Regions from separate parts of the Hordeum vulgare genome. Here region 2 is linked to region 1. The links are chromatin contacts, called in public Hi-C maps. All regions are on one chromosome and are shown on one strand. Each heading gives the region's core, a stretch centred on a gene start, on an enhancer-like site or on the middle of the called end of the contact. The rest is flanking DNA. Distances are from core to core; before and after follow the strand shown.

Region 1 (5,730 bases), core at 2,187-4,686:
CAAAATCATCGTCCGTTTGGGTTGATCCGTTAAAATTAACCTTAATGGAACTTTTAAGAAGAAGAAAGTAGATTATGTAGTATGCTTGACGACTAAGTTTGTACAATTGCATGGACATTATCCAGACCCGGAGATCATTCAATCGCCCGAATGAGTCTGTAGTAGAAAGAAAGCAAACAGTTGATGTGATATGATTTGACGCGACCTACATTTACAGATACTGGCCTGCACTGCGCCCTTGTGCATAGAGTTTGAAGATCTCAAAGTGCCTTTATTCACGCTTCCCTTGACCTAGAGCTATGTGTTCCCGTCGCGCTTGAGTAGCCTCATCTTTGCCTGTCTGTGTCTGTGACTCTGTGTACTGTGTCTGAATAAGAATTAAAAATGTCACCCCAGGGTCTTTTACTGATCTTTCCTTGGGGCAACTCCTTTGATCCACAGGACGGGATACGCTGGAATAGACACGAAAGATTTCAGGACCTCTTTGGTCCACTGGACTTCTAAAATAGCACTTCCTTCGTCACACAAGCCAGATCATCAATTTAACTTATATAAATTATAGTACTTAACATAAGAATTATATCACTAGAAAATAAAACATCTAAATTTTTTAATGATATATTTTTTATTACATATGACTTTTATTAAGTTGATTAAATTAATGATCTAGATACATGTGTCGGAATAGTAAAGACAATGAATTAAAGTGACATGTCATACTATTGGACAAATATGAGGTCCCATCTGGATTTAAAGAATTTGTTATCCTAAATACCTCGACAAGTAATATGATGAGTAAAATATTTTGGAGGATTATAATCCTCAGGATGTTCTTTTATGTGTGGTTGTTTGATTCTTTGGGTTATATTTCACATAAAATTTTCCTTACGATTTCCATCCACTTCTACCTCATGAGATGAATACCGCACTTCTCCGTACAATCAAACCCTCATAGTACAAATGTTTTTTATGGAAACAATTGCAAATAAATCCTAAGGAAATTTTTCTACAAAATATAATCCTAAGAATCAAACAACCCACATAAAAAAGAAAATCCTAAGCATTAGAATCCTTCAAAATTTCTTAACAAATCCCTTGAATCCAAAACTACTATAAGTATTTTGGAACACGAGAAGTATAAATTTTGAAAACTTCACCAGTTAACATATAATGTATTTAACACACCAGAATAAAATCACGTTAATTCTAAAAAGAAATTTGAGTGGATGAAGCCTTAGCTCCAAAACATAGTATGAATAATTTCTTACGATCTCCCCCAAGGATGCCGATTCTACAAATCAAACAACCATTATTCCATTCCCGACTTAGCTCCAAAACATAGTATGAAGAATTTCTTAGGATCTCCCCAAGGATGGCAATTCTACAAATCAAACAACCATTATTGCATTCCCTCCCTCATTCAATAATGCCTCTCCCCAAGCCGACACCTGAAAGCCACGACGCATCCCTCCTCTCTCTCTCTCTCTCTCTTAGTATTTCTCCACCGTCAAAATCGTGGTAGTGCTTGGCGAAGCCCTGCCGAGATCGTTCCACCACCATCGGCATCATGCCATCTTGTTGCCGGAGAACTCAACTACTACTTCGCCTTCGCTCGCTGGATCGAGGTGGTGAAGGCATCATCGAGCTGCACGTGTGCTCAACGCGGAAGTGCCGTCCGTTCAGCACTTGATCGAAACATTCGTGATTGGATCACGAAGACGTTCGACTACATCAACCGCGTTTCACAACGCTTTCGCTTAGCGATATACAAGGATATGTAGATGCACTCCCTCTCTCGTAGTTGTTCATCTCGGATCTTAAGCTTGCATGACCAGTATTGACCCACCGATGTGTCGCTTGGAGATGCTTGGATTGTTCCCACGTTGACCCAATTGGCCCATCAAGCTAACTTATAATAGGTAAATATCAAACAAAACCCCTAGAGTATTATCTCACCTCATTCTCACGCCGTCGTATTCTCCCACACATATAATGCTTGGAAGCGACATCACAGAGGCCATCAATGGCATGATGGCTTGAGCTCCAGCAAGGAGAGTAGAACGGTCATCTCAATCTCACTACAGAGTGGTAGAATGACACGTCTCAGAACATCGAATTGCTACCGACATGTCATTGTTGTTGGGGTTGCGTCACTCTTGATCACCTTTATGCCAACTTTGCAGTTTTTGCGCACTCTTCCGCGTCCTTCAGCAGTCGTGACAATTTCCCAAGTGTGGTCATGCTCGCGCCCACACAACGACCCACACGGCCAACTCTATTACAAGGGTGTAGAGGCACTGATGGTGACATGGGAGAAAGAGAGGGGGAGGGAGGGAGGGAGGGAGGGAGAGAGAGAGGGAGAGAGAGAGAGAGAGAGAGAGAGAGAGAGAGTTGGGGTGATGTTTAGAAAACATCCTCCGCCTTGATAGCCGCAGGATCTGAGCTCGCCAACCGTCCGATCTTCTTCCAGTGAGCTTCGCAACAAGGCTTGTGTTGCGTTCGTCTCTTTGCAACAACGGCCGCGTTGCAGAAACTATAGCCGCATTGTAGAAATAATTCCTGAAACAACGATCGCCTAGTAGAAACAACAATCGCGTTGCAGAAACAATTGCTTTGTTTTGTTACCGAAATATTTTTGACACATCTCTTGTTGCAAATTTTTCTTGCAACAGATCGTTTGTTGCGATATGCTTTTTGAAACAACTGCCTAGTTAAAGAATAGTGAAAGCTCATGGAAACACTCCTGAGCCGTCTGAGATCCGACGACAATGGAGACGGTCGTCGCGAGCAAAAAAGATCTGTCGACTGGACGAGGGTATTTCCCCTTGTTTTTACGGTTGCATTTAGGACTTATCATGCGTTTTACTCATAAATTTATTGTTCAAGAACTTAGTATTTGTGCATGGATCTATCGCATGATCATTAGACGCCCATGTCGTCAAGAGCCTGGCAAACATTGCACTAAACATGTTTGCACTTAGGATGAGCCAGCCAAACACTAGACGCCCATGCGGTTATATCTTCTTGCATTTGCACGGGGATGTACCCGTACTCGTGACACTACTGCATACACGGGAATCCCCTGAGCTTGTTCAAGTCCGAATAATTGTTTATAACGGCCGCATACAGATTCGAAACTGTATCATGTTCCTGCCGGTTGACTTTGCCTCCCTCACGCAGATCTACCTGAGCGTCTGTCCCTGCTCCAGCAATGCGCCATTGATGCAGAACGAGCAGGTACAGGTAAAGAAGTGCACGACCTGCTCTAAATTTACATATTAATTATCCCGATGCGCAACGGGAGTATAGCACTTAGAGAAAACTGGCGTATAGATTAAAATCTTAACCGCCTCTCCGAAGTACAGCAGTACACTGCCATTTCGAATGCCGCTGCGTCCATTGGTCGAACGGGGGCACCGGCCACTTCAGGGGGGCCCCAGCGTAAGTGCAGGGGACCCAGTCCACGCACTAGAGATTAGATGCAACCACATGGTTGCTAGGAGTAGGAGGTGATGGTTTCCCTGTTTCGTCAAGGCACCAAAGTTTGGAAATCTCCCCCTGATTTCGAGGAGAAGAAGGCAACCGGGAGGAGGCAACCAACATCATCATGGATTCACGCTAGAGCGACTCGTTTTCGAAGGTAGGCGGGCATGATGCCTTCACGAGGATGCAGACCACATGTTGCCGGCCTGCCGGCCGATCGACGACGCTGACTCGCGGGTTATATATAACCTTGGGAAATGGTTTGGTGCTGGGCGGCAGCGAAATGCCACCTTCCGTCTGTCTGCTCGACTCAACAATGTGTGATCGAAGCTGGGGGCATCGGCATCAGAGGCTCGCCGCATGGGTGCCGTGCCGGCAGTAATTCTGTCACTCGTGCGGCCTTAGAGTGTTTCCAGTAATTCTGTCACTCGTCCGGCCTTAGAGTTTTTTTTCAGCCGTTCAGCCACACGGACCTAAAATAGCGTTATCTTTTACATGTCGAAAAGCTTGTAGAAATTAGTATAATTGTTATGCAATCCCAGATCCGATAACACCAACGTTTCCGATCCACATGCGTTAATATGCCCAACCGAAGAGCAACACCGACTTATAACAGGCATTGGACCATCTCTTTTCAAAAGACTAGCCTATTAGGAGGGGACACTCTCACCCTTATAAGTCGTGTTATGTCTCCTCCTCACACATCGGTCGCCTATGGCTCGCTAATACCAACATCTCCAGCCCACCAACCATGACCGACCATCCGTGAGTCTACCGAGATCTATTCCGGGCATCTGGGCTCTGATACCACTTGTTACGCAATCCCGGGTCCGCTAACACCAGCGTTTCCGACCCACATGCGTCAACAGGCCCAACCGGAGAGCAACACCGACTTATGACAAGCCTTGGACCCTCTCCCTCCAAAAGACTAGCCTATTAGGAGGGGACACCCTCACCCTTATAAGTCATGTTATGTCTCCTCCCACAACCGATGTGGGACTAAACCCAACAATAGTCACCGTCGTCATTGTCGTCCTCATGCGCTCCACCGTCGTCTTTGCTGCACCCCTGCCCTGGGTCGCCGTGGCGAACGGGGTTGGAAGGCCCCGACGCCTCCTCATTGTTGTCGTCGAGGCTGACGCCGCCGCCCTCCTTGCGGCCGCGGCGCCAGGTGGCGATCTCCTCAAGGGTGTGGTGCTCACACTCTATCTCCTTCTAGACGTAGTCACCCCGCGCCCATTTAAGGGCGGTCTCGTCGTCGGCGGCCATGCCTAGGTGCTCTTGCTTGACGGGAAGGAGTCCCGGCTCCGTCTTCGGCTTGACAAGGCGGGAGACGCCGGGCTCATTAATGACGATGTCGCCGCTGCGCGTGCGCTACCCCAGTGACGTCTCCTACGGCTCCAGATTGGTGGAGAGGAGCGTCAGTGACCCGGAGGAGCGGGAGCGGGAACAGGACGAGGAGGACGGCGCCGTCTCCATCGGCCTTTGCGTCCAGGAGCTGCCGCGACGGCAGGAGAAGGCGGGTGGCGATGGGTACTCGTACCTCGGCGAGTTACCGTCCTCGATGTGCTCGAGGACGGCCTCTAATGTGCGACCGGGGATGCCTCACTATTGGCGGCGTCCCTCGGAGTTGTGGCGGACGCATGGTTCGACCCGTTGGTGGCGGCGAGCTGGTCGGCGTGCCGGCGTTCGAAGTACGCCATCCGCGTCGTGTTGCTGTGGGGGACGTACCTCGACAGGTTGCACAAGCTCTCCCGCAGCGACGACCTGATGCACAAGATCTCGGCCCGCCGGTCAGCTCGAGAGGGCGGCGGTGGCACCAGGACTCCGCCGGCGCTCAGCCTCCACGACCCCGTCACCCGCATGTCCAGTGGCGCCGGGTAGTCCGCCTCGTATAGAAGACGGGCCTCGTCCTCGTGGAGGTGACGGTGGCCGAAGCAATTGGTTGCCGCTCCGTCGTCGGGGAAGCATTCAACCATTTTTTGGGGAGAAAAAAAGAGAGGAGGCACCGGTGACGAAGAAGGAGAGGAGAGGGTGTCGGTGAGAGAGGTATGTGGCCACCGGCGGGGAGAGGGCACCTTATATAGCCGCGGGCGGGTGGGCACGCGGAGCAGCCCTGTGTGAACGTGTGGTAGGAACCGACGGGGCATGCGTTGTCGCGCCTTCACTGCGCCGGCCGTGAATCAATGGAAAGCTGACCGGCGGCGCAACCTTCACATTGATTTCCACGGGAAACGAGACGATGAG
Region 2 (6,449 bases), core at 3,384-5,883, 720 kb after region 1:
CATCACCTCTCATATCCAACCCAAATATGTGGCGGATATGGGAAACCCGGGCGTGCACAGGCATGCCTGTCACGTCGGCCTGACGACTGGGCCCCACGCGGACTCACTAGGAAACCCGAAGGTCTGACGGGGCCTCGACCGTCGCCACGTGATGCCGCTCCGGTTCGCCGCCTGATGCCATAGCCGACTGGTGTCCCCCCGACCTAGCACATCCACCTCCTCCCTCCGCTGCCATCCGAGCCCGTCAGCCATGCCCCCACATCGTCGCCGCTACACGATCCAGCATCGTCCTGTCTCCTTGAGCAGGTCCTGATCCGGATCCGGCTCCTTGAGGAGGTTTGGATCCGGAGGAGGAAGATGGGGAGGAGGTGGACGAGGAAGAGGAAGAGGAGCGGGAGCTGACAAAGGAGGCGCCCCCGCTGGGTGTGGGGGAGGACGATCAGGAGCCGGCAGAGGAGGCCTCGTCGCTGGATATGGTGGAGGAGGAGGCCCGATGATGGATGAGGGTGTGGATTTGTGGACGGAGCAGCAGGCCATCCTGAACTCTATTCGCTCGTAGTCAGGTACGGAGGTCAGGCGTCTTCGTCAACAGCAGATGAAGGCGGCGGAGGAGGCGCACGAGGTTCAGGCTATCTCTGACGACGAAGACAAGTAGCATAGTATGTACTACGTGGCATATCTATTCTGCATGATTTTGTATGGTTCTAGGGATGAAATATTAAAATATGAGAGAGTTGGATATGCACGAGCAGATTTAAGACGTGATCGATCAGTGTCCACACACATGTCTATAAATATTTGAGAGGCCGGATTTACAAGTTACGACTGTAGATGCTACTCCTGAAAAACATGCCACTGAACAAAAAAAAGTTTGTTATAAACATACATACTCCCTCCTTAAAAAATATAAGAGCTAGTTAGATCACTACATGCATATATACATACTTGCTGTGTATTAGTGATTTTTTTTGAGCTGGAAATATGGGAGTTTGTTCAGCAAAAGCCCCGACAGAATCTGCGTGAAGGCAAGTTACAAGGAAGCTAGGTTGCGACTGCAGCCAGCACTCTGTCACATCTCTGGTGCTAGCTTGCTTTGCACACAAGTGGGCAGACGTGTTGGCCGCTCTATTACAATGCTGAATACAAAAAGAAGAAAAGAAGGCTACGTGCTCCCCTATTTCATCCAAGATAGGTGTCACAACTGAGCGATAATTGTGACGCAAATGCCATAGCTGAACCAGTTCCAAGCTATCTGTCTCCAAAATCACTTTCGAAAAACCTCTCAACCGCGCAAAAAGAGCACCTTCACACAGTGCCAAGGTCTCTGCAACAAGGGGATCAGTCACCCCACCAAAGGGTTTGCACCAGGCAGCGGTAAAAACCTACTTGGAACGAGCTACCCCTCCACCGCCACTTGTGATGAGCTGAAGCGCCACACTGCCATCGGTGTTAATTTTGATAGTGTCTTGATCTGGCGGCCTCCACCCATGCCCAGGTAGGATACCCGCCTGGTTCCGAGGGATGTCCAACATCGCTAGAGCATCTCTCGTCATGATCATCGACTGGCTTGGACTAAGAGGACCCCGATCATGAGTAATGTTGTTGTGCGAGGTCCAAATGGACCATGATCGACACCAGCTTCGCCTTGTCAGCCTCCGAATGCCGCTGATCACATAGAATGTCAGTTTTCCACGTTTGAGATTGCACGTTAGGTCGATGAACATCTAACCATTCTGGTGCTATGTCCCAAAACTTCATTGAATGAGAGCATTCCAGTAATGCATGCCTCGGAGTCTCATCTGGGTTAAGACACACCTTACATGCACTACCCGTGGATATATGGCGATGCTTGAGAACAGATTCAACAGGTAAAATACCTCGCAAAACCCGCCACCAAAACACCCTCACCTTTGGGAGAACATTGAGCTTCCGTAATCTAGACCACATCTGTTGTTCTGTCGGTGAAGTTTCTGTTATCGTCCCCTCTTCTAGAGCTCGAAGCTCATATTGGGTCATCAGAGAGCGATACGCTGTTTTAACAGAGTAGATGCCAGATTTCTCGGGAGCCCGGGCCAGGACGTCCTCCCCTCCCTCTGATCTGAGGGGGATATTCATAATTGCATCAGCTTCGGCCGTGGGAAACGCCTGCCTAACAAGATCGATGTTCCATGAACCAGAGTAGTTATCAATCAGTTCCGAAACCTGATGGAATTGTGGATTGTCCGAACGTGCGGGTCTCATCGCGGGTAAGGAAGGGATCCAACTGTCATCCCAGATAGAGATTGTAGACCCCGCCCCCACTCTTTTGATCAGACCTAGTTGCAAAACTTGTCGACCTTCCATGATAGCACACCATGTAGCAGAGGAGCTTTTTGGCACAGTGGCTTGCATAAAATCACACCTCGGGAAGTATCTTCCCTTTAAAACTCGGGCACACAGCGAGCTAGGGTTTGTCATCAACCGCCAGCCGTGCTTCCCCAAAAGCGCCAAGTTGAACTTCTCCAGATCTCGGAAACCCATTCCCCCTTTTCCCTTTGGTTCAGAAACTGCATCCCATGACAGCCAGTGCAACGACCGCCGATCCACCAAAGAACTCCACCAATACTTCGCCATCAGCGAAACAAGACTTTTAACAACCTTCTTAGTAAGTTTAAAACAGGACATGCTAAAAGTTGGAATAGCTTGTGCAACCGTTTTTAGTCTCACCTCGCGGCCCGTACAAGAGAGCATCCGTTCAACACCACCTTGCAACTTCGTTCGAATTCTCTCGCGGATGTGATCAAACGTTCCACTCGTTATTCGACCAACCGCCGTTGGGATTCTGTATTAGTGATCTAAACGACTATATATTTCCTTACTTAAAAAGTACATACATGCATACATACATACACATCTTTATGAACACACATTTTTTAAAAATAAATTTATGAAGACATACATGTATATCCTATTTTTATGTACTAGCAAAAGGGCCCGTGCGTTGTAACGGGAGAAAAATATACCACACGTTTTTAATATTTTTATAATCATTTTAATTTATTAAAATAATAAGCTAACTAACTAATGTAGTGAGTCCTATCCTATTTTGTTGAAAAATCAACCCGTCCATTGTTAATTCCACCATGATGAGAAATTGAGCGGGACAAGCAAAGCAAAACAAAGAGGCTACGTGAATTGATCAATGGACTGTTATCTTATTTCACTCATGGGGTAGAGAATGTGGGATCAGATGACAAACTGAAGGTGGTATTCCATTCTCTCTCTACAACAATGCAATCTTACATTCAATACATTCATTCATCAGCAAACAAATTCCCACAAAACAAAATTTCTTGTCGGTGCTTGGCACACGATGGGAGACATGGGGAGGGGATCTCACGAGATGATGAGTTCCTGCCGGAGGAGGGGATACGATGAGGGAAGCAAGGGTTAGGCGCCTCCATCTGGCCATAAGGAGTCGTCGTTGCCGCACCATAACCTCGGAGTTCCCCGTGTGAGCCATGGAGGCCCGCCTTCACCTGCAAGTACTTCGCTCCGCCGCGCCTTATACGTGCGCCGCCGCCGTTCTGCATCGAGCAGACGCATCATCCCAAGTCGTTGTAGCTGTCGCGTTGATTTGATCCAGAAGCTGCGCTCGAGCGCCGAAACAGGGGTAGCAAGCGGGCAGAGGTACGACCGCGGAGGCGGGTGGGTTGGGATCGACAACAGTGGTGGTTGAGGTCGGCCGCGGCGGCGAGTGGTGTGGCAACGGCGTGGACACAGGCCAGGGTGGACGAGGGTCGACGAGATGCGCTCGAGCGCCGCAACGGGGGCAGTGAGCGGGGAGAGGTACAACCGCGGAGGCGAGTGGGTTGAGATCGGCAGCGATGGCGGTTGAGGTCGGCCGCGGCGGCGAGTGGTGTGGCGGCGGCCTGGGCACAAGCCAGGGTGGCCCAGGGTCGACGGGAGAAGGCGATGCGTACGGGTATAATTTTTGCAGCGAATCGTTTTTTCCTTTTGCGTTGCACATAAATGATGGAGCGCGGATTGAATAGCAAAAATTACAGAGGAGCTTTTTTATAAAAATGCTGTAGTGGGTTTTTCGACGGAAGCAATTGCCGCTTTATTATTAGGTATAGATATCTTCGATAGACCGAGTCAACATATTTTAAGATTGACGAAGTCATTATAAACGTCTCACTATCAATCGAAACACCGCCTTCCACCGGAAGAATATTGCCTCATTTTCTCAATTTCGTTTTCCCCACAAATATACGCAGGTACGCAACTGTATATATATGTGATTTGTTGATAATAATTATAGATATTCAACTTAATACTGATGAATTGACTTGGGCATACAGAACGGCAGCACCGCAGCAGCATTACCAGCGCTATGATGTCAGATTGCCACCGCTCCTCCGTCCGAGGACGTGCGGATTTCGTCGGTGTTGAGTGTTGTTGTTGCCGCGCACTCGAAAACAAGGACATGCGCTTGGCTAACATCGCTAGGGCAGACCCGACGAATACCAGTATATACTATTACTTGTGTAATTCTACCGGCTGATCATTCATCGGTCGATCGATCTCGTGCTGGCCGTAGGCATGCTCATTCCTGAGCTGTTAGCCCATCCCTGAGCTCCACGTGAGGAGCATGGGGATCGTTGGAGCAGGCGGCGTGTTGGAGGCCGCTCGGCCGGTGGCAGCGATGGTGGTGGTGGAGCTCGTCTTCTCGGCTATGCAGATCTTCATCAAGCTCGCGCTCGACGACGGCATGGACGTCCGCGTCCTCGTTGCCTACAGGCCCATGTTCGGCGCCGCATTCCTCTGCCCCGTCGCCTTCCTCGTCGAGAGGTGCATGCCTTCTTGCCTCGCTCATCGCTCATTTGTGAAACATGTCTCACAACACAAGATAGTGAGACGAGCAGACACTACTCCGCCAGAACACAGTCCACATGAAAGATTTGTTGCTGACTAATGCGGTTGTGGTGTGGTGTGATCTCTAGGAAGAAACGGCCACCACTAACCGTCAAGGTTGTGACAGGGTTGTTTTTGTGTGGACTTTTCGGGTAACTTCTCTTTGATGACCATGCTAGCAAATGCTCTAGACTTGAACTCTTTGATTTGGTCGATAGAAGAAACACCATGTTTGTTCACATATCTGATACAAATGCAGAATCACCATGAACCAGAACCTGTTGGTGCTTGCCATGAAGCTGACGAATTCGACGACCATCGTTACAGCTCTTAGCAACCTCACCCCTCAAGCTACCTTCATCGTCGCAATCTTGACCAGGTCGGCCGTCATAATCAAAGATTTCTATATAATCAATCTCAGTTCCTTCCTGGATACTAGCTAGTCGCAGACTCACAGGCCCCACTTGGAAAACGGAGAAGCAGGATGGAGACTTTGAAGCTCAGAAAGCCCAGCGGTCAAGCGAAACTGGCGGGAACCCTGGTTGGGCTGGGCGGCGCGATGCTGCTCACGTTCTACAAGGGCCCGGAGATGAGGTTCCTCCACCGCCTGGCGCACACCGGGATGAGCCATGCCAGCGGCGGTCGCCCGCAGCCGGCGGTTGGTTCTCGGATACTCGGCTCGTTCCTCGCCATCGCCGGCTGCTTCAGCTATGCGATCTGGCTCACCGTCCAGGCCAAGGTCGTCCAGGTCTACCCGTGCCACTACTCGATCGCCGCTCTGGTGTGCGTCTTCGGCGCGGCCCAGTCGACGCTGCTCACGCTCTGCATCCACAGGGACGCCGGCCACTGGAGGCTCGGGCTCAACATCAGGCTCTACTCGTCGGCTTACGCGGTGATCAGGCAGCTGATCGGCCACTGCATGCCAACCCTGCTTCCTTCCTTCACGCCCATGCCACGTTTCTGATCTTTGATTCGTATGTCCAGGGCATCGTGGCGTCCGGGTGCGCCTTCCCGCTCATGTCGTGGTGCCTGCAGAAGAAAGGGCCCCTCTACGTCGCCATGTTCGGACCGCTCATCGTCGTCTTCGTCGCGGTCATGAGCTCCGTCGTCCTTAACGAGGCCCTGCACATCGGAATGTGATACCCTATTCAGTAACTCGCATCACATGCCTTTAAACATGGTGGAGTCGGTCTGAGTTTCTCACGGGGAGTCGCGCTTGCGCTGCCATTTTTTTCTTTTTGTAGCGTACTTGGTGCTGTGCTGATCGTGGCGGGGCTGTACATGGTGCTGTGGGGCAAGGCCAAAGAGGAAGATGAACAAGAAGCCGATGCTCCAAAACTTACTGATAAAGACGACGAGCTGGGAACGTTCCACAGGCTAACCGTGAAGCATAACGAGGAAAATACTACACTTTAGAAACGCTTTTATGTTATGGAGCGGAGAAATTAAGACCTTACGTACATTTTCTTTCAATTATGATGAAGCTACGCCATCAACCTAACCTTCCACATTCTTATTCGAGGGTTGCAAATTCTCACATCTAAATGAAAAAA

What was found. Hi-C and Micro-C count contacts between places; a contact is called where the count stands out from the background.
Region 2: a contact with region 1 is called in a Hi-C map of leaf, with 3 times the contacts expected there. The contact joins the promoter of LOC123446916 here to the enhancer-like site in region 1. A contact is called at or near these places in 2 of 6 Hi-C or Micro-C datasets (leaf and seedling).

Annotation. Positions count from the first base shown.
Region 1 is chr4H:547,826,940-547,832,669 of MorexV3_pseudomolecules_assembly, forward strand. No RefSeq gene overlaps it. Among protein-coding and RNA genes, the nearest start is that of LOC123446911, 22 kb to the left of the region's middle. Within about 2 kb of position 3,437, at least 2 of the 3 cell types and tissues checked have open chromatin away from gene starts, as enhancers often do. A contact at or near this core is called in leaf, where this site is marked.
Region 2 is chr4H:548,547,678-548,554,126 of MorexV3_pseudomolecules_assembly, forward strand. It overlaps LOC123446916 (WAT1-related protein At1g68170-like), which reads left to right and starts at 4,634. Exons shown (of 6, transcript XM_045123461.1): 1 at 4,634-4,833; 2 at 4,986-5,048; 3 at 5,156-5,275; 4 at 5,380-5,788; 5 at 5,881-6,032; 6 at 6,141-6,322. The coding sequence starts at 4,634. The coding sequence ends at 6,312.